Regions from separate parts of the Mus musculus genome. Here all the other regions are linked to region 1. Evidence: chromatin contacts called from public ChIA-PET, HiChIP or PLAC-seq, capture Hi-C and promoter capture Hi-C data. All regions are on one chromosome and are shown on one strand. The core of a region is the stretch at or near the end of the contact, and the rest is flanking DNA. Distances in the headings are between cores, read along the strand shown. Region 1 holds the start of Clec2i (C-type lectin domain family 2, member i). Region 2 holds the start of Clec12a (C-type lectin domain family 12, member a). Region 3 has its middle 16 kb from the start of Clec2m. Region 4 holds the start of 2310001H17Rik (RIKEN cDNA 2310001H17 gene). Region 5 overlaps Gm38906 (a long non-coding RNA gene).

Evidence for each region. ChIA-PET counts read pairs in DNA pulled down with a chosen protein or histone mark. HiChIP or PLAC-seq counts read pairs in DNA pulled down with a chosen protein or histone mark. Capture Hi-C pulls out chosen DNA fragments and counts their contacts.
Region 2: a contact with region 1 is called in a capture Hi-C map of embryonic stem cells, with 4 times the contacts expected there. The contact joins the promoter of Clec12a here to the promoter of Clec2i in region 1. A contact is called at or near these places in 13 of 39 promoter capture datasets (the 3T3-L1 cell line, the C10 cell line, the HPC-7 cell line and 8 more), 3 of 484 Hi-C or Micro-C datasets (B cells, granulocyte-monocyte progenitors and pre-B cells), 7 of 115 datasets of contacts at active chromatin or transcription factors (the 230-238 cell line, DN3 thymocytes, T-cell acute lymphoblastic leukemia and 4 more) and 4 of 9 other capture datasets (adipose tissue, embryonic stem cells, liver and 1 more).
Region 3: a contact with region 1 is called in an H3K4me3 HiChIP or PLAC-seq map of the 230-238 cell line, with 11 read pairs. The contact joins the enhancer-like site here to the promoter of Clec2i in region 1. A contact is called at or near these places in 8 of 39 promoter capture datasets (the C10 cell line, the HPC-7 cell line, cranial neural crest and 5 more), 3 of 115 datasets of contacts at active chromatin or transcription factors (the 230-238 cell line, large pre-B cells and thymic regulatory T cells) and 2 of 9 other capture datasets (adipose tissue and liver).
Region 4: a contact with region 1 is called in a promoter capture Hi-C map of liver, with 6 times the contacts expected there. The contact joins the promoter of 2310001H17Rik here to the promoter of Clec2i in region 1. A contact is called at or near these places in 14 of 39 promoter capture datasets (the C10 cell line, the HPC-7 cell line, HPC-7-derived erythroid cells and 9 more), 1 of 15 datasets of contacts at CTCF or cohesin (the NIH/3T3 cell line), 6 of 484 Hi-C or Micro-C datasets (B cells, CD4 T cells, DN3 thymocytes and 1 more), 18 of 115 datasets of contacts at active chromatin or transcription factors (the 230-238 cell line, CD8 T cells, DN3 thymocytes and 11 more) and 4 of 9 other capture datasets (adipose tissue, embryonic stem cells, liver and 1 more).
Region 5: an RNA polymerase II ChIA-PET map of effector CD8 T cells shows a contact between it and region 1, with 4 times the contacts expected there. The contact joins the enhancer-like site here to the promoter of Clec2i in region 1. A contact is called at or near these places in 10 of 39 promoter capture datasets (the C10 cell line, the HPC-7 cell line, cranial neural crest and 6 more), 1 of 484 Hi-C or Micro-C datasets (B cells), 7 of 115 datasets of contacts at active chromatin or transcription factors (the 230-238 cell line, CD8 T cells, T-cell acute lymphoblastic leukemia and 3 more) and 2 of 9 other capture datasets (adipose tissue and liver).

The regions. Positions count from the first base shown.
Region 1 is chr6:128,885,240-128,889,421 of GRCm38.p6, reverse strand. It overlaps Clec2i (C-type lectin domain family 2, member i), which reads right to left and starts at 1,835. Exons shown (of 6, transcript NM_020257.2): 1 at 1,756-1,835. The coding sequence starts at 1,787. All of the region lies in intron 1 of BC035044 (cDNA sequence BC035044), which reads left to right.
Region 2 is chr6:129,347,754-129,351,935 of GRCm38.p6, reverse strand. It overlaps Clec12a (C-type lectin domain family 12, member a), which reads right to left and starts at 1,692. Exons shown (of 6, transcript NM_177686.4): 1 at 1,425-1,692. The coding sequence starts at 1,515.
Region 3 is chr6:129,313,906-129,318,087 of GRCm38.p6, reverse strand. No RefSeq gene overlaps it. Among named protein-coding and RNA genes, the nearest start is that of Clec2m, 16 kb to the left of the region's middle. Within about 2 kb of position 2,192, at least 39 of the 459 cell types and tissues checked have an H3K27ac peak or open chromatin away from gene starts, as enhancers often do. A contact at or near this core is called in the 230-238 cell line, the HPC-7 cell line, hematopoietic stem and progenitor cells and 1 more, where this site is marked.
Region 4 is chr6:129,236,049-129,240,230 of GRCm38.p6, reverse strand. 2310001H17Rik (RIKEN cDNA 2310001H17 gene) reads left to right here and starts at 1,749. Exons shown (of 4, transcript NR_040268.1): 1 at 1,749-1,795; 2 at 2,387-2,492.
Region 5 is chr6:129,208,755-129,212,936 of GRCm38.p6, reverse strand. It overlaps Gm38906 (a long non-coding RNA gene), which reads right to left. Exons shown (of 4, transcript XR_869480.2): 2 at 3,825-3,890. Among named protein-coding and RNA genes, the nearest start is that of Gm38906, 17 kb to the right of the region's middle. Within about 2 kb of position 2,371, at least 78 of the 459 cell types and tissues checked have an H3K27ac peak or open chromatin away from gene starts, as enhancers often do. A contact at or near this core is called in the 230-238 cell line, CD8 T cells, the HPC-7 cell line and 3 more, where this site is marked.

The DNA.
Region 1 (4,182 bases), core at 586-3,085:
TAAAAATATCTCTTACCAGGGGCTGTGGGGAGTAGAGACAGAACAGATAATAATTTCTTTAAAGTGATATCAGATCTGGTGTTCAAAGGCACAGTAGGATGAATACTGCTCACAATAACGTACCGTAATTCTAAAGCTAGCCCAAGGGGTTTTGAATATATTCACCATAATGAAACAAAGAGCAAGTTCGTTCATCTTACTGTGTCAATCAAAAACCACATCCTGCTCTGGCCTTGAACTGTTTGGATTTGCTCACTGGCAGGGGCACCAATGAGAGGAGAAAGGCTGCACAGACTTGTTTTAAGTAGCCAAGATTTGTTCTCAGGTCCGGAAGGTGATGAAAAAAGTCGCCATTTTAGAACCTCACCATTTTATTGCTCAGTCATGGACTCTCTTAAGGCCCTCTGGTGTTCATCTAGACTACTAGCCCTCAGAAGCACATGGCTTATCTGAGAAACAGTAGTATTACTCACGACCTTTCTCTTTGGGTATGAGTCAGAGGAGGTGAAAACATTAGAGAAGCTGCGGTGGCTTCTAGAGAGACCACTGTGAGACAGCAGATACAGTAACTTTCACCAAATTCAGTTGCTTTATGTCCCTTGGCCTGTGCTGTGAGGACCTGGCTGCCATTTTTAACCCATAGAAAAGTCTGAAGAACAAAGGAAATCTTTACTTTTCTAAGTTTTCCCAACACAACAGGTGCTATGGCTTACTGTGAGGAGTATGGGACTTGGTGGAACCTGGCTATAGCTCACAGTCAAAGGCAGCAGGCCAATCATACCTGCTACTCTGCCTCAAGAAGACCCTGTTTTACACTCTGGTTAAGGGTCTGTTTAAGGGACCAGGATAGCCGTGGAGGAGGGTACTTTAGGTGTGCACAGGATGGCATGGAGTAGGGCCCTAGGGTTGAAGGGAGGCATGGTTAGGTCTCCCTCTTCCTCGACCTGTCCCCCACCTCCCAGAACAGTATTTCCAATCATCTTAGCAGCTAGGCTGTCCACTCTGAAGGAGCTTGCCTGGTATCCTCAGGCTGCCACTAGGCCATTGATCTAACAACAATTGTGAACTCTGCTTTTCAAGAAATTTGATATTTTATTCCTAAACAAAAGTATTAAAGTGGGGGTAAAGTCATGGCTCAACAGGGAAGGGAGCTTGCTGCTCTTGCAGAGAGAGGACTTGGTTCATTCCCAGCACCCAGTGAACTAAAACTGTAGATGGATTTGTAGATGGGATAAATCTCCCACCCCCACCCTACTGGAAAAAAACTGATCCTTCCCTGATGCCACAAGAGTCATTTAAGGCCAGAAAGAGTATTACCTGATACCCGTGTCCTTGGGAAGAGAGAAATTCCAAAAGCTTGGAGGTTTGGGGAAGGGGGAGTGCTGTGGGAGCCTGAAAAGAAAGTTGTAGGTAGGTGTGGAGGAGGGGCACTTAAGGTGTGGGCTGGGTGGCAGGGTGGGCCAGAGCACCCCCAAGGTCCTCCAGTCAATCCTCCAGGAATCTGGGCACCTGCTTTGATTTACAAACTCAAAAGGTTGCACTCCTCCCAATCGTATTTAAGTAACATTGGCCATACCAGAAAGCACAGAGTGGCATCGGTACTTTCCGACCACAGCAGAGCTCCCACCGTCCACCCCACCCCAGCCTCAGCTGATCTATAGAGACCCACTATGGCAGGCTAACAGGAGCAAGATCCAGCTCCCCTGAGGAAGCCTCCCCCACTTTAGTTTAGTTAGCATTTCATTAAATACGTACAGTTTTTCTCCTGTCTCCAAGCAATCTGGCATGGGAGGCTCTGCACCACTATCTTCTTGCTGAAGCAATGAGCCCGCCCCTTTTTCCCCTCTGTCTTCCCTCTATATTTTGTGAGTTGTGGGCGGATTTTCACATCAGCTGACTTGATAAGCTGCCAGAGATTGGGTGCCTACCTAGATCTGGAACTGAAAAACTGCGGCGGGGTGGGGGGAGGGGGAGCATGTTATACTGTAAAAGAAATAAACAGAGTTGAGACATATTTTAGATTTCAAGGTACAAAAAGTAACTTTTTTGAAACAGGGTTTCTCTGTGTAGCCCTGGATATCCTGGAACTCACTCTGTAGACCAGGCTGGCCTTGAACTCAGAAATCTGCCTGTCTCTGCCTCCCCAGTGCTGGGATTAATGGTGTGCACCACCACTGCCCGGCCTTGTGTGTGTGTGTGTGTGTGTGTGTGTGTGTGTGTGTGTGTGTGTGTGTGTAAGGCACTTTTATTGTGTGTGGTGACAGGGATCAAACTCAGAGCTTTGTACATGAGAAGTGTGAAGTCTACCATTCAGCTGTGCCATTGGACACCAGTCAAATATAACTCTATTCACTGCAGAAGATCACTAGGCGTACTTGACCTTTCTCTACTATGCCTGTCTACTTTCTCTTTGCCTCGCCAAAACTTTACTGTTGAGAACATTTCTTTTTTATTATTAATTACTTTATTTATTTACATTTCAAATGTTGTTGCCTTCCTCACCTCCTTTCCATGAACCCCTCATGTCATTCCCCACTTCCTTTCCCCCACCCACCTACCTACCCCTGCCTCAAGCCTAGAGCCTAGAACATCCCCCTTCTCTGGGGTGTCAAGCCTCTACTGGACCAAGTGCCTCCCCTCCCACTGAAGCAGGATGAGGCAGTTAGTCCTCTACTACACATGCAGCTGGAGCCATGGACCCATCTGTGGATACACTTTGATTAGCGGTTTAGTGCCTAGGAGCTCTGGGGCATGCAGTTAGTTGATACAGCTAGCCCTCTGGACTTCTCTCCTGTCTCTTCCCACACCTGATCCTGCCCACCCATTTTTCCCTCCCCCTCCCCTCTATCACACAGGTCCCTTCCTCCCTCCGACTCCCATGATTTTTTGTTTCTCCTCCTAAGTGAGATTGAACCATCTACACTTTGGCCTCCTTCTTGTTAAGCTTCATATGGTCTGTGACTTGTATCATGGGTATTCTGAGCTTTTGGGCTAATAACTACTTATGAGTGAGTTCAGATCATGTATGTCCTTTTGGGTCTGGGTTACCTCACTCAAGATGATATTTTCTAGGTCTATCCATTTGCCAGCAAAATTCATGAAGCCCTTGTTTTTAATAGCTGAGTAATATTTCATTGTGTAAATGTAACACATCTTCTTCCCTTGGGGGACGTCTGGGTTGTTTCCAGCTTTTGTTATATAAAAAAAGGCTATTTTGAACATAGTTGAGCAAGTGTCTTTGTGGGATAATGGAGCATTTTTTGGATATATGACCAGGAGTTGTGTAGCTAGTTATTCAGGAAGAACTATTTCCAATTTTCTGAGTAGTTCGCAGATTGATTTCCAAATGGTTGTACAGCTCGAAATCCCACCAACAATGGAGGAGTGTTCCTCTTTCTCCACATCCTCGACAGCATCTGCTGTCACCTGACTTTTTTATCTTACCTATTGTGATTGGTGTAAAGTAGAAATCTCAGGGTTGTTTTGATTTGCATTTTCCTGAGGACTAAGGATGTTGAACATCTTTTTAGGTATTTCTTGGCCATTGGAGATTCCTCAGTTGAGAATTCTTTCTTTAGCTCTGTACCCCATTTTTCCATCAAGTTATTTGATCTTTGGGGTCTAATTTTATGTATTCTTTGCATATCTTAGATATTAGCCCTCTATCAGATGTAGGGTTAATAAAGATCTTTTCCCAATCTGTAGATTGTCGTTTTGTCCTGTAGACAGTGTCCTTTGCTTTACAGAAGCTTTTCAGTTTCCTGAGGTCCCATTTACCAATGGCCAATCTTAGAGCCTCAGCCATTTGTGTTCTATTCAGGAAATTTTCCCTGTACCAATGTGTTCGAGGCTATTTCCCACTTTCTCTTCTAAAAGAGATTAGATTTAGTGTACCTCATTATTATGTGGAGGTCCTTGATCCACTTGGACTTCAGCTTTGTACAAGGAGATAAAAATAGATCAATTTGCATTCTTCTACATACAGACCGCCAGTTAAACCAGCACCATTTCTTAAAAATGCTTTCTTTTTTCCATTGTATGGTTTGGGCTTCTTTGTCGAAGATCAGGTGACCATAGATGTGTGGGTTTATTTCTGGGTCTTCAATTTTTTTTTCTTACCAAGGCTTATTTATTTCTGGGCATCAGATTCTTTCTGTTCATGCTAAGCACATGACCTATATT
Region 2 (4,182 bases), core at 443-2,942, 460 kb before region 1:
ATAGATAGATAGATAGATAGATAGATAGGAACTTGAGAGTGAAAGCCACGAGATAACTTAGAAATGCATGTAGAGTGACACTAGAGCAAGAGACCTAGGAAGAGCCCTCCAGTGCTCCATCAAAGAACACAATCAAGCCAGGACAAGCAGAAGAACAAAACCAGCTCAGCCACAGGGATAGTGAAAACCAGGGGGATGTGTCACAGAGAATGCACAGTGTGAAGGAATTTCCTGTAGGTTTTGATATGTTTTGGGTGTTGTGCTGAGTATGTCATGTTGTGTTATATTGTATTGAGAGTAGAGCCTTGAATATGCTAAATGAGTGCTTTAGCACTCAGCTGTATCCTCAGCTCTCTTCTTACCTCTTATTTTGAGACAGGATCTCACTTAACTGACTGCACAGGTTGACTCTGAACTCTCTCATAGCCCAAGTAGGCCTTGAACTTCCAATCTTACTGGATATCTGAGATTAGAGAACCACTCCCTTAGATCTACCAAAAGAGCAATCTTAAAATGGAATGCTCAGCAATATAAAAACAGCAGAAAGGCACAGCAATGAGGTAGAGACATGACTCAGAAGTAGCTCAGGGCCTAACTGTACTTGCTTTGCAAGCCTTATAACCTAAGGGAAATTCCTGGTGGTTCACATGATGCAAGGAGAGGACTGTCTCCTCAAACTGTCCTCAGGCTGCCACACAAGCACTGTGGCACAAGCACACATATACACACACGTACACATATGCGCGTGCACACACACACACACACACACACACACACACACACACTCATACATGTTCATACACATATGCACACACATACACAGATTAAATTTAACCTAAATTTAAGACAAAGAGTAGAGATTTGAATGCTAGGATAAAATATGGAAACTCCTGAAGATCTGGATCAGAGCAAGCTCCATGAACAATGAGGAGAGAAGCCAGATTTAAAAATAAAAAATGTTCTCCCCTTCTTTGTCTTTCTCCTACACTTCAAGCAGTTTGCGTTCAAAAATCTAGCAAGAACATATAAGCCCATGACTTTCCTGAATAAGGTATAGTCCTAATTCCATGGCTTCACACACACACACACACACACACACACACACACACACACACACACACACCAAAACAAAACAAAACCTTCACAATAAAACACTGTCATTTGAAAATACAATCTCTTTCCACATACCTCAATTTAATTTAATATTAAAAATGTAAAATACAATGTTGTATTACAATGGCTTAAAGAAATACCTTATGCTTTAAAGAAAAAAATTATTTTTAATCACTTTGTTATTTGGGGTTTAAATGAAAGGCTGAACAAAAATTCATATGGCATATTAAAATTTAAAGAAATAAAAATTAAAAATTCACATTGCATGAATCTGTGGTCACTGCCATCTCATCCATGGCTCAAAATCTTACCTTTTCCCCCACATTTGTCAGACTTCTGGGTTTCTTCTTTTTTATCAGGGTCCTGGATTTTGAGATTTGCATAAACAATTTCTTCAGACATTGATGAATATTCAAAGAAGGCTCCAGAAAATGTCCTTCGAAAAAGGTGAGAGGGCTGACAGTTAAGTAAGCCTACCTAGACTTTCAACCCTCTGTAAACTGTGGCTAACCTCACAAGCTCAAATTTCCTTTTGAAAAACCACTATGCCAGACTCTCAAATATGTGTCTATGAGCCACAGTCAGTTTATTGCCTCAGACAAGAATAAATAAGATTGAAAGAGGAACACTTTTCTTCCTCATATTTCTTCCTTTTTCTTTACATAAGGTAATTTTTTAAACTGTGCTTGGATAATATTAGCTTCATACGAGTTGCGCAATTTGCTCCTACCACACAGTGCAGAAACAGCATATGATTAAACTCTGAAACAGGGAAATAATCGGAGTGATTCAAATCTCAAATGCTCCCTGGTGCACCACCATGCCCTTCCCCCAACCTTGAGCAGGCTCAAGTGGAGTTATCGCCTTGCTGCACCTGCAAGTTCCTGAAATAAGCTCACTGAGCTTGCTTTGCAACATAATACAGCCTAAACAAAGGTTGGGTTTTGTGGTCTTCCCTTTTTACCTGGAGCTGCAGAATTAAACTTTGCCTTGATCTTGGCTTCATCCTTTTCTTGCAGCCCATAGTCCTTTTCATTCCCAGCCCCCCTTTCAGGTTAACCCAGTTCTCAGTGGCTACTGGATGGCTACAGGTGGTGCATAGCTTGAGGCCTGAAAATGGGGAAGTGGGAGGAAGCACTGAGAAACACTGGCTTGAGTGGAGCTCCACAGAAAACAGAAGAAGTAATGGTATCCTGCCCAGTAATGAACAACATTAATGCTAACACTAGTTAGTTTATTTTAGGGAGGCTGTTGTTGCAGGAGGTGTATTAAGGGCATACAGCTGGGCTGAAGAGGTGTTGACCCGAAGCCAACTTCACCTAGGGGTAACAGCTCAACGGGACAGGGGAATTCTATATAGCCATTTCTCCACAGCCAAGAGTTGCATCAGGTGAGAGGAGCAGGGTTTAAAAACAGATGTTAGAAAAATTCTTAGCACAAGTAGATTTATGCTGTCCATGGTGCCCAGAAGTAGAAATGGTATTCAAATGACATGAGAAAGAGAGAGAGAGAGAGAGAGAGAGAGAGAGAGAGAATAGGTTTCAGAAAAGCAGGTATCCCCTGTCCAGGACATGTTAGCAAAAGAGATAAGCTATTTCAGAGCTCTCCTTGGGACAGGAGGAAATCAGAAGACATCCTGCTTCCTCTCTGGCTCCTACTGGAGATATCCTTAGTCCTGGTTCTAGGTCCCTTTAGGACATCAAGTTCTCTTCCCTCTCTGTCTATTGTCTGTCCTTGGTGCACCAATCTGTCCATGTGTGTCAATTTACACCTGTTTTTGTTTCGTTGTTTGAATGATTGTTGTTCGTGTTTAGTGTTGAAAAGAAAAAAATGGCTAAAACTTTATGTGCTGGCTGCCCACCCCCTGATTTAATTTAGCTTGTTTAAAGGCAGTCTTAATTGTCCTTTGGAGCCCTGCACCTATAGTTAGGAGTCAATCACAGCTGGAGAAGCCCTGCTAGGGGCTGATTACCTGCCATGCTGCTTTTAAAGGGCCCAGCAGCTTCTCAAGTTCTATGGTAAAGAAGCTGACAGTTGTTCCTCCTAGAAAAATCTCTGATTGTGATTATTGGGTTCAGCAAGTAATAAGGTGCTTTTTCTCTTGAAATTATAGCTAGAAAGGATACGAAAATTTTGTTTGGTTTTGAAAGACTCCCGAAGAGGGGAGACTCTCATTCAAGTCTCAGGATGACGAGACCCCCCAAGAACTCATGAGAGACCGTCCTTGCTGTGAAAGAACCTAGTGAGGAACCCCCCACTCAATTCCCAATTTGGCGTGCACCCAAAGAATCACGAAAAGACCGACTTGATGTAAATGCACAAGGTAGTTTAATGGTGGAGCTCCGGGTCATCTCACACAGGAGACAGTGGATTCGACCACGAGGCTTAAAAGCTAGAGGTTTTTATAGAAAAGGGTCTGGGACTGGGGGAGGAATTGGCGTGGTTTCACATGATTGGCTCATTTAAACATCAGCAGACTGTACATGCAGATCGAGGTAACAGCAGAGCATCTGGTTAACATTTAACTTAGATCAGAAGGGCGGGAGATAGGGAGGCGCTGGGCCAGTCCAGACATTCTTGTATGTCTTCCCTCTCTTTATGGCTAGTTGGTTCCTGGGATGACTTTACAGCCTTTGTTCTTTGCTCTAAGCCCAAAAAGCCCTCCTAACTAGCAAGCTGCATGAGTCATGGACCTTGAATAAACTTTCTGGCTAGGGCTTTGAAGTCTTGAATTTAATTTTCTTTCTTTCAGCTGCAAATCACAGGAGGTTTATTGACAGGAACCAGCACGCTGAGTTCAGCTCATATCCCACACAGGGGTAGAGGAGTTCGACACCCAGTAGCTGGAAAAGGGTGTACTTAAAGAAAAAAGACACAACCCAAGGGGTAGGGAGGGCATTATTGGAAAATACCGAGAATACCAGTGGAAAAAATCACAAGGGGGGTACTAAAAATCACAAGTGGAAACTCCCTGCTTCTCAAGATTGTTCTCAAGAATTTAATCATGTGGTCAGACAGGTCCTGGAACGAGGTCACTGAACCGGCTTGTGTAATTACCTGTTCTGTGGT
Region 3 (4,182 bases), core at 943-3,442, 430 kb before region 1:
TGCTGTTAGGCAAACAAATATATCAAATTTATGACCAGAAAATGAGTTACATACTAACCTTGTGGTATCAAAGCTAATTGTCCTTAGGTGTATTTAGTTTTATTGGCTTCTTTGAGACAGGGTCTCACTCTGTAGCACTGGAATTCATTGTATAGATCAGGTTGGTCTTGAACTCACAAAAACTTGCCTGACTCTGCCTCACTAGTGCTGGGATTAAAACCATGTGTCTTGGCCAGCCTCTGAATAATGACCATTAAGTACTTTGCCCAATTAAGTGCTGCTAAGCTCTACCTGGAACCTCCTCTGCACGATGTTTTCTTTCTTTCCTGTGAATTCCTAAAGGAAGCCTCCTTCAAGGTCAACATCTAAACAAAGCAGTTATGGTTACTGCTGGCGATTTTTGCTCAACAACCTTTGCCTTGTGAAACAGTTGCTAAATTGTCACTCAAAGTATAACTACATCTGTAATTCTTAGTTTCTCTGTAGCTTTGACTGAGCTCTCAGTCTTCAGAAAGAAGTATCCAAGAAGCTGGATTGTTTTATCCCCATTTTGGGTATAGCACTGGGGACTGAATCCAGGATCTGGAAGACGCTACACACGTGATCTACCACTTATCTACATCCCCAAAATTATGCATTCCCTCCAAAGTCTGTTGAGGCATTTATTTAAAATGCTAGATAACCTCTACATGTTTTTTCATATGTATCTGTCTGTCTGTCTGTCTGTCTATCTATCTATCTATCTATCTATCAGCTATCTATGTATCTACTTTTCTATCTTTTATCATCTATTTTCTTTTTTTCTTCCTTCTTTCCACACAATGTCTGTTATGTAACTTGAGCTTCCTTTGAAGTGGAGTGGTTGCTATGATTATACCTGACAATATGGATCAAATTTTTGAGCCAATTGGCAGAAGTCTGGAATAATTTGGTGGAGAAAACTCACAGTGCAGCAAAGCAGAGCCTAATAATTGCTTATTTGAGTCCTCACAAGACAAGAATGATGAAGGAAATGGGAATAACTGTGACTATGAGGAGGTTCTAGGTGGAAATGAAGATTCTGTTAGAAATTAAACCATTGGCCACATTTTTACACCACAATAAATATTTTGGCGACATTCAACATTCCTGCATGAAGAGGAAAGGTACACATAGAATAAATCTATTTTCTAAGATTTATTTTTATTATTTTAGATTATGTATATGTATATAGACCATTTGTGAGTATGCACATACAGGTGTGGGCGCCCACAGAGGACAAAGGCATCAAATCCCCCTGGAGCTGGAGCTGCAGGTAATTATGAGCTAAGCAACATGGGTGTTGGGAAGTTAAGTTCTTTTAGTAACTGAGCCATCTCTGAAGCCCAACCATCCTCATACCATTTGTGACTTGGTTTTGGTTTTGGTTTGTTTTCTGTTGAAACAGAGTTTCATTATACAGTCAAAGATGGTTTGGAACTACATAACCCATCTGTAATCCTAGGATTACAGTCAGCAGTCGCTAATACCTGTACTATACTCCTTGTAAACTTTCTCATTCTGTCAGCATTCCTTCTAGGCTCCACCCCACAGTTTGAAAATTGTAACAGCCAAGTATGTCTGGCTTACTATGAAAGGGGCTGTTTGCCCCCTCCTCACTCTCTTACCCTCTTACTACTCTTATTCTCTTACTCTCTGCTCCTTCTCTTCCTGCCCTTTCTCCCTCTCTCATCTCCTTCCCCCTCTCTCCACATGTTCCTGGACAACCTCCCTCTCCCTCCCCTTCCCCCTCCTTCTCTCTCTCTCCCTCTTCTTCTTCCTCTTCCTCCTCCTTCCTTCCTCCCTCTCCCTCTCCCTTTCCCTCTCCCTCTCCTTCCCCCTCTCCCTTTCCTTCTCCCTCTCCCTCCCCCCTCTCTCTCCCCCTCTCCTCCCTCCCCTTCCACCTCACCACATTTCTACTAAACATATCCTGACTCTTTCTTTCTTTTTTATAAAACACAACACTGTCTTAAATTAATTCAATTATTGGCTGAATTTGTATATATTTTGTATTAGGGTATTATCTGGTTAGACTTACATATAGTCTCCTTCAGATATGTTTAAATTTTTAATGAATTTTTTTAATGTAAATGCATAAGACCTCCAAAAGTACCCTTCAGTTTTGTGACTTCTTGTTTCTAAGAAAAGAACTTAACTGAACTTCTGATAAATGACATAGCGTTTGTGGTGAAATGAAAAGAGACTGAAGAGGAAACAGCCACATAGGGCAGGGCTTACATCCTCATTCAACCATAAATGAGTTCTGAAATCTTAATGAAAAGTAAAAGGTGAATTTTCCTAAAGCCAGCATAGAAAAAAAAGTTATTCCAATTTTCAAAGATTTTACATATATTAGTTAAAATATGGTTTATTATATAATGGCTTAGCAAACTTTGTTATTTGCTAAGTTAATGCCTACAACCTTAATATAGCCTTGTATAGTTCCATCATTTTGCAAGAACTTTGTAGATAGGATAAGGTATATGAGATGTTTGTATTTAAAAATCAGTCTACAGGAACACATAGCAGGCACACACTGTGGGAGGCTCATCTCTCAGAGTTGGCTCTTAAATATTTTTTGTGAAACATAAGACAATAATGATTTTTTATATTTAACCCAGACAAACAAAAAAGTTCCTATGTTGGCATTAATTTAATATTAGTACACTCTATTGTAGTCTTGGGTGTGAAATGCTCACTTATTCAATCACTGAATCACACACTCTGCTCAGTACAACCATCAGTCAAGTCAATAAACACACACACACCACTTTAGCTATCATAGTCAGATTAAGAAAATTTCCCCTTTTAGTATCTTTTTTGCTATTTCTCTTTAAGACAAAAATTATGATGCATACATTAGAGCCAGTAGAGGCTGCCGATGAGATCATGCCCTTCCTCAGTTCAAGGTTTTTTACCTTAAAATAGACAGGTGATGTTGCTGATGAGATAAATTAAAATCCATGTGTGCTCATCATGTTAAATAGCATTTCTTGTTTTTCGTTTGCCTGAGACATTGGTGATTTCTATAAATGTGATAGGATTCACAGAAAATGTTCACTATCATTTGTATGTTGAAGAATGAAAACATTTAGGGCAATTATCTCCAAGTTCTAGGTTCACAGGATGGAAGAAGTAACTGTTATTGAGGTTTTTAGGTTGAGGAAAGTTCAGCACTCCTCTGTGGCAGCCTTTGGTAATTGCTATCAGGGAGTAAAGATGACATCATCATGCAAAAATGAGCCTTTCACAGGTAACAGCTCACTGTTTGTTAGGCTGTTCCTCAATATTTCTCCTCACTGCAGGTCAAGTTCTCCAGAAAAAAAAAAAAAAAGTCACATGTGGAGATTTGATACAGGATGACAATTTAAAATGGGTTCCTAATACCAACACGCAAGGCCGAGAGAGACAGTTGCAGGCAAATAGAGATGTCCAACATCTCTACTTGCTACTTAACACCATTGGAGGATGAGACGGTGAGTATCATTCAACTTATCTCTATAAAACATAAACATCTTGTCTTCCAGAATTCCATATGTACCAAGCATTTTGAGACAGGATAGAAAGGCAAGGAAAATGAAGGAGATGTGGGAAGGGAAAGGGGCCCCTTGCAAGAATCTGGTTGAAGGCTCTGAGCAGCTGCGGAATTGTTTGCAGGGTCAAGAATTTCCAGCACAGTTAACATTCTCTGTGAAGGTTTTTTTCATATCATATAGACAGTATCCTTCTTATACACGGGCGTTTCAAATAATGTCAAAATGGTAATGAGTTAGGCTCAACACTTAGTTGAGTATGACTATCAAATACAGCCTAATCCCTTTCCCAGATCTGAAACTTCAGTTGTATAGCAGTCCTTTAAGAGACTTTGTGACCTTTAGTTTTATCTTAGTGTGATCCTATCCAATGCACCTCCAGAGCCAGCCTACACTCTCATTTACCAGTGGAAAAAGTTACTTAACACATTTTTGAGATACACCTTGAGCCACCAAAAGCATATGTGAGTCTGCTGCTATGGTACCTAAGGGTAGTAAGCCCTGAGAATGTTCACATTGACACTTGAGTGCATCTTATCCTTTCTCTGGGCACCTCTCTATTAATGTCTGTGCTTTAATCAATCTTAAGATTTTATTCTAATAAATTTTAGCTCAGCTTCATAGTTGTTCC
Region 4 (4,182 bases), core at 500-2,999, 350 kb before region 1:
GCTAGCAAGATGAAGGTGTTCCTAGTATATCAACATAATGGAAGACTAGTATTTCATAACAAATGCGAAGAAAGTAATCAACTGATCTTTATCTGAAAAAAAAAAAACAACATACTTGTGAAAGTAACTTTACATCATACTCTAACCACACCCGCAGGGATGCAGTAGTTCATCAAACAAGAGTGGAGTCCACTATTTGGGTTCTGTGGGCCGTGATTTTGCACTTAAGTCTATAAGAATACAGAAATACAGTCTCCTTCTTTAACAACTCTGTTGATTTTCTGGTTTTGAATCACACATTTGCCCATCTCTGATATTTTCCAGTTTGCTAGTGACTTCGTCTGCCATGTACACTAATTTGAAACGGTATTTCCAACCCTCTCTAAATCTTGAGTCTTTTATCTCTCACCTGAACCCTCACCACCACGCATCATACTTGAACTATATGCATGAGCATCAGCAGTCAGAGATAGCAAGTTCACAATGACCTCTAAGTCATGCAGACACAGACACTAATGCAAGATGGGCAGAGAGGTGGGTACAAATAGACTTTGTGAGTGTCTCTCTGCAAATAGTTCTATTTCTATTTCTATTGCTCTTAGCGTGGCTATTTTCTTACAGAATCCCGTAGCTGCAGTGATTCTGGAAATGGAATTTTTGAGAAGCGGTGTCCAGGTGAGAATCTCTTTCAATAGTCTCTTGATGGTTCTCACGGCCCCAGTGTGATAGAAACTAGATAGAGGGATTGCTGCTTGATACATGATTTGAAAAGTTGGTTTGACTTGTTTAGCCACGGAATTTTTTACACCTCTGATGTTTTGACTGAGTCTATGTGTGCTTTAGCTGATGTGACTTGCATAATGATTTATCTCATCACTTCGCTAGAATTAAAGCCTGAAATGATAAGTAGTCTGGTTTTTTGTTTGCTTGTTTGTTTGTTTGCTTGTTTGTTTGCTTGCTTGTTTCTTTCTTTCTTTTGGCTTGTTTTTTTGTTTGTTTGTTTTGTTTTGTTTTTTTCTCTACATATCAACTGTGAATTGTCACAGTATAGTAGCATTTTCTCACAAAGCTCTTTAAAGCTTTGGGGACATAGAATGTCTATCTGTGAAAAATATCATATAAACTAAATGTTGTATATGCATGAAAGAAATTATTTAGGCATTGATTTACAATCATATAAGTTATGAGGTAGCTTTTCTATATCAATTCATTGTAATTAACTGTTAAATGAAATTCATCACTTTACATCACTAGTTTTCCTGACCCACTTTTCAATATAAAGTAGCTTATAAATGTTTGCAAAAGAAAGAGTATCTGGGAGGTAACAAATAAGAGATGTGTGTTAATGCACCTTATAATTATAAACTTAGTTTATCTTTGGCTTGAGTCATGACTATGGACGATACAAGCCAAGCAACAAGCAGAAGATACAAACAGGAGGTAGGAAAGGATGTCACACCTTGTCTTGATGTTCGGAAACATTTATTAATTTTATTTATTAATTTTATTTTTAATAAAAAAGTTTATTAATTAGAATTTATGTCCATTGGAGATGGAACTGTTTTCCTGAGGGATGGGATGTCTGTTAGATTTTTGATAGATTATTTCTTCTCTTTCTGTTTTAATTGGAGGCTTAACATACACATTTCACGGGATATGACTTGTGACAGGCACCCGTGTGCCGCCCCACCCCACCTCTCCCCGCCCTGCCAGGCTGGGGCTCCTGCCCTGTAGAACTCAGAGATGGAGCCGGCGCCACCTGACTAGGGAGGACTAGTTTAGATCTCCAGATTCGGTACAGTGGGAATACCTGAGGGAAGAGTTTCAGAGTTATTTGAGGAGCAGGGACGCCCACGGGTTCCAACCAATGCCCTCCTTACTTGTTTTGTGTTTCGTTTTAGTTATTAGCGATGCGGTTGGATGAGACTTTGTTGTTTCATATGAAAGAATTTGCTTTGAGGGAGCCGGGAGCAGCACTACAATCCGCAGGGTTGTTTATTTTAAATAGGGCTCTGCACGGTGTTATTTATGACACCGTGATGTTGACACTTCGAGTTCTTTTAAAGTTATATTTTTATTTGCATTCCTGTGTGAGGGAAGGGAGGGGGAGAGGATGGGAGGAGCTTCCTGTGTGCAAGCCTGCAGGTGCGCCAGTGCTCAGCAGAGGGCACTGAATGCTGCGGCACTCGGGTTAACAGATGGTAGTGAGCTGTCTGAACTACTTAAAATTTTCAGGTAAAAGGGCAGCAAGCATTCTTAAACTGCTGAGCGGCCCTCTAGGTGTTCTTTGCTGGGGCAGGGGAGTTAGCAGGGAGGAAGTGGAGAGAACTGGGAGAGTTGAGACCCTCCTTCTGAGCGTTAAGCTGCATGTAGATAATATCTGCAGGTGTGGCACAATTGAAAAGGCAGTGGCTTTCAGGCTAGTCACTGCACGGACTAGTAAGGCAGCTCTCTTGCTCCCAGCACCGTGCATCTGATTCTCCGTTCTCAGGGTGAGTAGCCCCTCCAGTTCTCAACATACACATGTTGGTAATTTCACTGTGTGTGTGTGTGTGTGTGTGTGTGTGTGTGTGTGTGTGTACATATAAAGGTTAGAGATCAACTTTTCGGTGTCAGTCAAATGTGAGGCCCAGGAATGTACCCAGGTCAGTAGCCCCGGCAAAGCCCAGTGAGTCATCTCAGATACCTTCGTTTCAGGACTTTTGCTTAGGTCTGTAATTGTCTATAGAGCAGATAATTCTTAGTATAAGAAGCAGTGGGGTTTTTACTGTGCATCTTGCCTCCCCCTCCCCCTTTTCTTACACTGGCACAGTTTTCAATTTGATATTGAGGAGGGCACCCATATTTTCCTTGAAGAACATATAGTATCACTTTTACAGGCCCAATGATTTGATAATCTTATGGATTTTCATGTCCCATACTGTTTTGGGAATACCTGTGCATTAGTGTGTCTCCTTGCCTGATTTGTTTGGTCTTCTCCTTCATTGGCTAAAAACTCTTCAAGCCCAACCCACCGCCAGCTGTGTACTAAGTGTAGCAAGGTCATACCTCCTAAAGGTTTCCCAACCTCCCCTAAACATCACCACCAACTGGGGACCAAGTGTTCATATACAGGAGCCTATGAGGGGCTTTTCTCATTCAAATCATCACAGTGCATCACTGGAGGAAAGTGAAGGCAGCAGACCTTTGAAGCAGTTGGTCACAATCCAGCCACTGTGGAAAGAAAGAACAATGAAGCTTAGTGCAATTTCTTCACTCTCTGACAGTCCAAAATCCCCTGCTCAAAGAATGGTTTCATCTCAGTGGGAGGATTTTTTTTCCCCATGTTAGTTTTCCTCAGATGCACCCACATACCATCCTAATCTAGATAATCCTTCATGGAAACTCCCTTTGCAAGTGATTTCAGATTGTGTTAAATTGAGAGCCAAAACCAACCACGCAAAGGTGTTTTTTTTTTTAATGTTTTTTTAGGTATTTTCCTCATTTACATTTCCAATTCTATCCCAAAAGTCCCCCATACCCTCCCACCCACTCCCACTTTTTGGCCCTGGTGTTCCCCTGTACTGAGGCATATAAAGTTTGCACGACCAATGGGCCTCTCTTTCCACTGATGGCCGACTAGGCCATCTTTTGATACATATGCAGCTAGAGACAAAAGCTCCGGGGTACTGGTTAGTTCATATTGTTGCATACGAAGGTGTTTTAAGAGGTGGGTGTGATGACTTTTGCGTTGTTCTTCTCTGCGGGGAAATCTCTTAAGAGTCTGTTCTGACTGTGCCCAGTTTCTGGAATTCCCCACTTGTTTAGTCAGCACTCATGGAAAACACTATTAGCTTTAGCCACGGGCCAGCACATGTAGTGTAGTCTGGGACTCTAGCATTGGAATTCATGACGCATCTTGTAACAGGAGGCCTGGAGCACATGCTGTAACTGAGCCCTGAGGTTCTAACATGCTCCAAACAAGACTCGTGATGGAAATATGGAGTTTAGTCAAAATACAAAATGCCTGTGTGAGGAACACAGAAATGAATCCCATCTTCTAGAGAATGGACATCAGCTAGGGTTTCAGCAGAGGAAGTATTAGTGCAGGGCCCAGAGGGCTTCCTGACTAAGCGCTCTCAGTCTGACAGTGCTATAGTTGATCATTTGCTCAGTTCCTGTTCTTCCAGGTGGTTTGGAGAG
Region 5 (4,182 bases), core at 1,122-3,621, 320 kb before region 1:
ATCTGGCAACTTGATAAGCTATGATAAAGGATGTTAATAAAGTAAGAGCAAGTATGTATTTAGGCATGGTATGATGAAAAAACATGTATTAGACTTGTGCATAGTCTCAGTGTTCTATTGCTGAGACACCACAGCTATGAGATGCCAAACCTCATCCATCTGGGAATTGGCCTCCATCATAAAAAATAAAGAAAAAAAAAAATCTTGAGAATTTGACCTGCAGTAGAATTTGACCTCATGACTTGTCCTTGGCCAGAGTTGCTCCCTGGCTACTTCCTAGCAACAGTTAAAGATTAATCTGACTGTTTCACATGTACTTTCAGACCATTTGTAACTTTCTATGGTCTTGCTTCAGAGCACCCACCTATTGGCTTATAGCCATTCAATTAGATGCTTGCCAGACTAGACACCCCCTTTCTTACCCTCTTGCTTGCTCCTATTTTCCTATTAAAAACTTGTCCTGCTGAGGGCTCAGGGCTGCTCCACCTTCCCTTTCTGTCCTGCTGTGTCAGGGTTGGGCTGGAGAAGAGCCCAAGCCTGAGCTTGTAATAAAGGGACCCTAATATTATTACATTGGAGATGGCTCCTTAGTGGTCTTTTGGGGTTCACAAATGCTTCCTGGCACAATAGACCACAACAATGCTAACTAAAAATCATTTAATTAGGACTGATTTACATTTTTAGAGGTTTAATCCATGTCATCATGACAAGGAACATGGAGACATGCACCAAAAATGGTGCTGGAGAATTGAGAAATCTACATCTGGATCTGCAGGCAGCAGAAAAAGCCACTGAGCCCAGCTTGGGCTTCTGAACCCCAATGCCCACCTCCAGTAACACACTTCTCTAAGAAGACCACACCCACTCCAACAAGACCACACCTCCTAATCCCTCTCAAGGATTGCCACTCCCTAGTGACCAAGAATTCAAATAGATGAGCCTACAGGGGCCATTTTTATTCAAACCACCACAGTTAGTTATTTTCTATGCTGCAAGTAAGTTATCAGTTTGTTGTATATAACTTGGGGGTATTATTCTGTTAGCAGTCAAGACTTATTAAAAAGTCTGACCAACCAATATGAAATATTGTTGTAGGTGTGGACCAGAGTCCATAGGACATCTGCTGACAGTCTTGTCTTGTCTTGTCTTGTCTTGTCTTGTCTTGTCTTGTCTTGTCTTGTCTTTCCTTTCCTTTCCTTTCCTTTCCTTTCCTTTCCTTTCCTTTCCTTTCCTTTCCTTTTCTTTTCTTTTCTTGTTTTTTTTTTTTTTTTTTTGTCCTAAACAGAAGTGGACTGTGAGCACATGGATAGTGAGTGATAGAAACTGAGACGATTTATTAAAGAAGAGAAAGTCACTCTGGAAAATGGAAGTGATCTAGAGAACTAAGGAGGGGGAAGCCTGAGGCTGAAAACTCTTGCCCCAGAGCCATGACACTTATAGGTCATTTATATATAGCACCACCTTCCCCTGAGACTCCCCAGGCTTTTCTTTCCCATGCTTTATTCTGTAGCCCCAAATTAGTTTCTACTCTTTTTTTTCCCAACTAGCTTATTTCATATGTTAATCAGATGACTCACTCCACCCCAGTCTTCTCCAATGGTATCACTGTCTTCTGGGAGATGTACATTTCACAGAATCCTTGAGGATAACCCTCTATTATTGCAATTCATTCCTATCAATGGTAACCACCAAAAAAAGTGGGGAATATATACTTAAGTGTTCCCTCAAAAACACCTTATGGCCAAGGAAGGCAAATAATAAAACTAACTTAAGAAACTTAAAACTCTTCATTCTCCCATAGGGGGGAAAATATATATATGTGTATGTATATATGTGTATATATAATTTATATATTGATATAATATATATTGTTTTATATACATAACTATATATAACTATATATATAGTTATATATATATAAAACTATATATATATATATATAAAACAATAACAACCCAACAACCCAGTTTAGGGTTACACAAAAAAAAAATCTACACTTGAATGTATAATATATGTTGAGGTGTCATCAGTGGAAGGTAAAGGGAGCATGATAGAAGGTAAAGGAGCTTGATAGAAGGGTGGATCCCAACAAAGCACAATGATCTACATCCATAGAAATCTACATGCATGAAATGCCATAATTTATCTCATTATTTTGTGAGCTAACTAAAGAAGATAATTAAGATAAAAGAGATTAAGTTCATGATATTTTGAAACGCCATACTTCACGACTACCGAGCTAGCATAAAAAACAAAGAAGGTTATTTTCAAAGGGATGGAAAATTTGAGTTATCTGTAATGCAGTTGCTATACCACAGCGTCTTATCACATCTACTAAACAGGAAAAGAAAAAAAACCCAACATCCTTGTTTGTAATGTGGTAACCAGCCCCATGGCTGCCTGAAGGCTCATCTGTTTCTTTAACTCAGACAGCTCTTGTCTGGCTTGCTATTTTCTTTTGAGAATATAGTGATTACTATCTTTCCAGACAAAATGTCTTTCTTGCCACCCTCTTTCTTTCCTGCAACTTCTCTTGCTCCTTTTAGATTCATTCATCTTTGTCCTACCATTTTGTATATTGTCTCCTGTCTTGGCTCCTTGTGCTTCAGCCTGATGGCTACTCTTTATCAGCATGGCACCAATATCATATCAATACTCCTTTCTGCAGGGACCAATCTGATTTGAAACCCATTGCTATCAATTCTTACACTTTTTTTTTTTTTTAATTTTTAGGCTTCTGTAACAAGTGCCCAGACCTTGGCACAACTGACTCCATGATTGAAGTACCATTCAGGCCATTAAACTCAGCACATAGATGGTACCACCTGCCAAAATGAAAACAAAGACCTGATCCATCAAAGTCCATAGTGATGGAAATGCCCCTAAATGACTAACCTTGCTCTTTTTTACTTCTTTAATTCTGCTTCTGACTAAATGTGCTTGTTAACTGAAGTGTGTCAACCCGGGATTTTTTTTTTTTCATAAAGGCTTGGTGGTACACTGGGATCCTGAATACCAAGTATGCTCTCCAGCCAGCTGATAAAGATTTCTATTGGCTTAAATTTTAATCCAGGCAGTGTTCTCTGTTGGATACCCCACAATAATTTCCATTAGCTTTTATGTAGAAATTCTACTTCTCCAAAGAAACCCTGTCTCGAAAAAAAAATTTTTAATTAAATAAATAAATTCTACTTCTCTGGTGGACCTTCATAGGAGCTGATGCCAGGAGTAACTTAGACACTCCTTTCCCCTGCATCCAGGGTCCTGACCCTTGGGCCAGCTCAATGCTTAATGGTTCTAAAATACAACAAAATAGGCAATCAACATTGTATTGACTGGCAGCTCACAGCTTCTTACCCCTGTGACAGAAAAATAAAATAAAAATTAAAAATCCCCAAACAGAAAGCCAGGTTAATGGACAACCCACCACTGAGACACCTTCTTTTGAGACAACATAAAACTTCAGCTTACTGTTAGCCACTCACTGCACTCCAGACATAGTAATGACACATTTCAGTAAATGTTCTAATTTAGCCAATGAAGCTGAGACTAATAGTTTCGCCTTCCAGATGAGCTTTTGGGCAAGAGGTTAATATGTCTAAGTTCCCCGAAAGTGGAAGAAGATATAGTCAAATGATCTGCTGGAAACTTCTGTAAAAACAAGAAAAAGTAAGACGAACAAAGGTCAAAACTTACTGCCAAGGGCTCAACTAGTTTAAAATCTTTCGGTTTCTACCTTACTAATATAGTTCTTATGTTAAAAGTTACCTGTAAATGAGTCATGGGGTTATAAAGATATGAATAATCACTTAACATCCACTCACCTCTAGATTGTTACCAGCCACGGTGCCAGGAGGGCCACAGTTACCCTGTATGAGGGTCACCTGAAACTGAAAATCACACTTGTTTTTGGCTTGTTCTGAGAAGTCAGAAAAGGCAATAATTTTCTCTGTGAGTACTGATAGAAGAAAATTCAGAGTCAAGAACTTGGGTTAGGAAGTACTAGTATGATTTACAGCTGAAATATCTGTAGGTGTCAGCTAAATAGGAAAGTAATTTATAAGGTTGAGAAAATACCTTCCAGTTTAAGGAAGTTTCAAAGAGATAGAAGTGAAGCGAATATGTCTGAGACATTACAGAAGCTTAATTAAACACACATTATCAAAAGAAGGAAGACTAAAA